Linked DNA regions of Mus musculus: region 2 is linked to region 1. The links are chromatin contacts, called in public Hi-C maps. All regions are on one chromosome and are shown on one strand. The core of a region is the stretch at or near the end of the contact, and the rest is flanking DNA. Distances in the headings are between cores, read along the strand shown. Region 1 has its middle 170 kb from the start of Gm32590. Region 2 has its middle 76 kb from the start of Mir21c.

The links. A called contact is a pair of places that touch in the nucleus more often than the background predicts.
Region 2: a contact with region 1 is called in a Hi-C map of uterus, with 2.9 times the contacts expected there. The contact joins two enhancer-like sites. A contact is called at or near these places in 1 of 484 Hi-C or Micro-C datasets (uterus) and 1 of 115 datasets of contacts at active chromatin or transcription factors (embryonic stem cells).

What each region holds. Positions count from the first base shown.
Region 1 is chr8:127,977,992-127,980,790 of GRCm38.p6, reverse strand. No RefSeq gene overlaps it. Among named protein-coding and RNA genes, the nearest start is that of Gm32590, 170 kb to the right of the region's middle. Within about 2 kb of position 1,455, at least 7 of the 459 cell types and tissues checked have an H3K27ac peak or open chromatin away from gene starts, as enhancers often do. A contact at or near this core is called in uterus, where this site is marked.
Region 2 is chr8:128,200,440-128,203,238 of GRCm38.p6, reverse strand. No RefSeq gene overlaps it. Among named protein-coding and RNA genes, the nearest start is that of Mir21c, 76 kb to the left of the region's middle. Within about 2 kb of position 1,463, at least 49 of the 459 cell types and tissues checked have an H3K27ac peak or open chromatin away from gene starts, as enhancers often do. A contact at or near this core is called in uterus, where this site is marked.

The DNA of each region.
Region 1 (2,799 bases), core at 206-2,705:
ACCATATCCATAGCTGTTATCTGTGTGGTACTTGGTGTCCATGGACAACTTGACAGGGTTTAGGATCACATAGATATAGCAATGACGGTATTTTTAGGGATGATTCAATGAGAGAAGGCTCACCCTGAATGTGGATAGCACCATCTCATGGACTAGAGTTCTGATTGAACAGGAAGGGTAACTAGAAGAAGCCAACTGAATCCCAGCATCTCTCTCTCTCTCTCTCTCTCTCTCTCTCTCTCTCTCTCTCTCTCTCTCTCCCTCCCTCCCTCCCTCCCTCCTTCCCTCTCCTTCCTAATTGTGATGCAAAGGGACTAACTAGACTTCTCACATTCCTGCAGCCATGCCTTCCCATTATGACAGACCACCATACACTCAAACTGTGAGTCTACATAGGTCTTCCATTCTAGAGCATCCACTGATGTTAGCATAGCTGTGCTTCTTTAAGAACACAGCTCCCTGTAAAACCACTTTACAGTCCTCTACTGTGACATCATTCATGGTACTTTCTTGGATGGGTGATCTGTATTACAAGGATGGCAAATTACTTCTTTCTCTTACCTACATCTTGCTATTCTTTTCTGTGATTCCATCCTTGGGGTAGAGAAATAAAAGATGCTTTTTATTTAAATGGAATATTGTGTGTATAATCTATTTATTTCAGATAAAGTGAAATCTTCCCTTCTTTGATACAACCATAAAACTCACATTATCAAATATAATATTTTACTTTGGAATAAAATCTGGAACCCTTGGCTAAAATTTTAATCAGTTTTACTCTGACTTATAAACAATGCTTCAGCTTCAGGTCTGGAATATTCATGCAGAGCAAAGTGTTTGAAGTTGAATTGGCAGATTCCTCCCTTGGGGACCCTGTTAGAAGAGATTCAGAGGGCTGGATTGGGCTGGGTTGGGGGCCAGAGTAGAGTCCAGGTGGACCAAGGTAGAGGCCTGTGGGTGGTCCTGGGTGGGGCTTTGATGGACTGTGGCTGGGGACCTAGGGTGGGCTGGGGTGTCAGCAGAGAAGGGCCAGCAAGTTTGCATGACCGATAGGTTCTCAGTAATGGATGCTGAGGCCACCCATAGAGTAAAGAGGCTCTAGAGTTTTAGAAAATGATTCTTTCTTGAACTAGTTGGTTGCATTTGATGAGGAAGAGAGATTAGCAGGCTCTTGAGAGCTATGACAAGCGGGGGGGTGGGGAATGCAGAAAAGGGAACTCCGTTCTCAAAAGATGCATGGAGACACCATCTCATGGCCTTTTAATGCAGCATATAAGGAGATGAGAAAGTAAAAGAAAACAAATATCTTCTATTAGTGCTGCATTCCTGAAACCATCAAACTTAATGTGTGCCAGTGTTACTGTAAATCTTATTAAAACATGAATACTGGTTCTCTGGTGTGGGGCAGCCCAACTGTTTGCATATTCTTTCTCTCTCCTTTGTTTCATTTTCTTTTTAGGGCATACTCATTACACAAAGTGATGTGTTTCATAACGATATTGTTTGTGTTCATTGTGCACTTTCACCAAGTTCGTTCCCACCACCCTCTCTGGGGCCTCTCCCTTCTCCCAGCCATCCCTTCCCAGATGTTGTTCCCAGGACCACACTCTGAAAAGCACTGCATTATGAGGGTGGGGAAGTTGCTGAGAGGTGACAACCTAAAGTTAGTCAATTCTACTTCAGTCTGTAGAAGAGAGGGGCAGGGGAGACGCCAGAACAAAACAAAGGCATTGAGACAAAAATAAAAGAAACAGTTAAAACCCTTCCCAGGTCTGAACAACTTGAACTGTAAACACTCAGACAATCTCCATAGCAATCTCCGTATCATCAGTGATCATTCTGAAAAGGTTGTGGAGGATGAATGGCTTGTCCAAAGCAGAAATAGAACAGTCGGAGTTTGTTTTTGTTTTTTGTTTTCTCAATGAAAAAAAGGCATGGCCTTGAAAAATCCTGCACTCCTACGTTTAACTTCATTACACAGGAAGTTAGAAAAGAAGAGCTCAGAAAACAACCTCGATATCCATTCCCAAGCACCTTAAAAGGAAGAGGACATCCAATCATCACAAGAGTACCCCCCACCCCAAACAAAAACATCCTTGAGTACTCATTTAGACTGAGGAAGGATTTAAGAATCCCAAGAGATAAGAAAACCTGTGTGGAGCTTAGAAAAAGACTTGGTCAATTAAGTGTTTGCTTTGCAAGCACCAGGACCTGAGTTCAAACCACAGAAGCTACATAAAGACAAATATCCTGAGCTTGCTGAGGGCACCTGTGAAATTAGCCCTGTGGGGCAGAGATGCTCAGAAGCAGACCCTTGAAGTCTCTGGCCAGTCAGTCTATCCTGAATGGAGAATTCCAGGCCACTGAGGAAAAGCTGTTTAAAACAAAACAACAGAAAACAAACAAAACAAGATGAATAGCACCCGAGGAAAAACCTGTAAAGATGTGTACACACCCATGTACATGCACATAAAATAATACAAAAAGAAAACTGACACATAGAATTTTGTATACAAAATCAAACTGCGAGATGGTGTCCTACCAAGCAGAGGTTTCTGTCCATTGTGCCACCTTGTCCTCGATGCCCACAGGCAGCAGTGAGTTCTACCCCCTCAGCTCTTTGGCTCAGCTGCACCCAGATTCTGAGCAAAAGTAAGGAGGGAGAGGACTGGGAGCCCTGCCTGCTTCAGGACCAACTCCACTGAGGCACAGCATAGGGAGACTTCACCCTGATGTTCAAAGCATATGCCACTGAGCCTCTCAGATGCTTCTCATTAATGGGGACAGGGGTGGCAAGAG
Region 2 (2,799 bases), core at 214-2,713, 220 kb before region 1:
AACCATCATTAAAAGTAGACCACTGTTTTATACAATGTAGAGTAACTTAGAGTAGGGTAACACATGATCACTATGTATTGTCTATCAGACAAGATCTCATGTAGCCCAAGCTGGCTTTGAATTTGCTATATAGCCAAGGCTGACTCTAAGATTCAGCACACCAAATTTATGCAGTGCTGGACCTCAAGACTTCAGGGACTGAAGCCACATCCTTGCCCCCAATCTCTCTCTTCCTTTGAGTATACACATGCAAATTCCTTGATACCATGAGGATGATTTTTACTGGATCAGTCTAGACAAGGCCCCTCAACTATGATGAAGTAGGAAGATAGTATAGGGAGAAGAGAGCAAGATCATAGGTCATATAACTGGCATATAGTTGGCTGTTAGGTTGAGTATCAGTTTCTAGAAGGTCGTGCTCATGCTTTGGCTTGGGTCAGGAAGTTGGATGCTAACTGAGCCGCAGGAAGAACAGCTAGGCAGGCCCATCTCTGTATTGAGAGCCATGACCACAGGAACTGATGCAATGAAGATGTTGGTTTTGCCATCTAGAAGGCTCACAATTTGGGATGCTTTTCAAACTTCTGGGTAAGCATGACAATGCAAATCTGAAGCAAGACAAGAATGTGGGCACTCAGCAACTGAGAGCTTTGTAAGCAGGTTCCCAGATCCTAGCTGCACTTAAGTTGAGTCTGAGCCCCTGGGCAACTTCCTGAGAAAGCTAGAAAGCATAAAAATAGCTTCAAAGTGCACAGCAGCCAAACATGCCTGCTTCTTAGCTTCACTGAGATCTTTATCTATAGATCTACATCAGATCTTCAGAGATCTGATCTGTAGGTTGGCAGGGAGGAGAAACAGGAATGTGGAGGCAGTAAATCCCATGAGCTAGTAACATGGGCACCTCCACCACCTGCCAGCTCGGGATAGTTCACAGATGAGGAAGTTGCAGCTACAGGAGAGTTGATTCACAGGAAGAGAAAGCTCTGGTGTTCCAGAACTATAAGTCTGCGCCCCCATAGAGATAGATACTGAAATAGGGTATTTTCTGAAAGAACATGAACATGATGAATAAGTCACTGGCTATCCTTATGCCCTGATGTAGTCTTTGGATTTTTTTAGTTCTAAAGAAGAAACACAAGAGACCAAGATGTGTTCTGCAGGTTACCTGGTGATATTTTCATGGGTGGAAGGAATAATTCATGAAGCCTGTCCCCATCTCATTATGGAACATGTTTTACTCATTTACTTAATTTACTGAAGATTTTAATATCACATGGCTGCCAGAAGGACATGGAAACATTTAGAAGCAGGACTCAGGGCATTAACTTCAAACGCCCACTCCTCAACCTTCTGCCAAGAAATAACAAAATATTTGTCTCTGAGATAGTTAACCTCCCTTCCATACGCAATCTACAACACATTACCTTGGCAGGCTCTGCTCTGTCCCCCTTCTCCCCCACAGGGGATGGGAATCGTTTTACTTAGGTTTCCAACTTTTCCCACGAAGATGAGAAACACCAGGAACACACAGCATTTTCCAACAAATTAGTTTGTCCTGAGATCATTTTTCATCTAATTTAAGGGTAAATGTCACAGATGTGTTTCACTGTATTGGAACTAAGGAAGTGAAGTTCCAAATGCAGTCAAGAAATACAATGTCCCTGTGGGCACAGTCAGGGTTTTTATCTACACAGGACCCTACTCCTGTCCCCCAGAGTCAACAGACACTTTTGAGTGTGACCCTCCTCTAGAGGGTGTGGCATCTTTTAAAATTTTTCTTCACTCCAAGGACTCTGGATATATTAGGTCCAAAATCAACTGTTGGCTTTCTGATACATTTTGCCCAACACAAAGTTGCTCAATGTGCCAATCACCAGTGGGGAATGATTATTTATTCCTCAGCAATATGCTTTGAAGAACAGTGGGATGTGGCTCCAGAGAAATAACACATTTTTCTCTGTTTTTCAAATAGTTCATGAAAAATACTGATGTGAAGTACCAATTACCCCCCCCCCATGAATTGGGCTGGAAGTCTTATTGTATGCTTTAAAAAATCACTTACAATTTGCTCATCCCCTTTTAATTCCACAGCAAAAAGGATGCATTTTTCTTGCTCTAAAGATTAAAGTTCGGTCTGTCTTCCTATTTGGTACAAGGGACTCTCTGACACACTGTATTCTCACATCCCCCCATATATCATTATGGGCTGTAAACTGTAAAAGATTGATGTCTACCAGAAGGACCTCCAGAGGTTGCATTCTAGTTAAAATAACAAAATACTCCCTGTTCTCTGGATGTGTCTGAAGAATAGCCCATGGCCCTTGTTTCCCAGACTGGAGTGAGCTTCTGCCTTTAAGACAGTCCATTTTGGATCCAAACTAAATACCTTGCCTAGTGAATTCTCTTGCTAATGAAGTTACTAACAGAGGCCTACTTGCTATTGCTTAATCTGAATGTTTGAATGAGACTTAGCTGCTTTCTGGTCACCATGCTGGAAATGAGATAACTGCTGAGTGCTTAGTGGGCCACCTCTATCACTCTCTCCAAGGCTTAGGTAACACTAGGAAAGAGGAGATATAAAGAAGGTAAACGTAGAAGAAGGTGGCACTTTCTGAGTCTCTCTATTCGAGTAATGGCTGCTGAGGGAAGAAGAGGCATTTTGTTCAGTGATATAGCCATTGCTCCATTTAGTAAGTCTAGGTCACTGAGTCATATACACAGATATGAAAGCAGAAAGGAGAAGAAAACAGATCAACAAAGGGGACAAGAGAGGATTATGGGAGGTAAATACAATAAAAA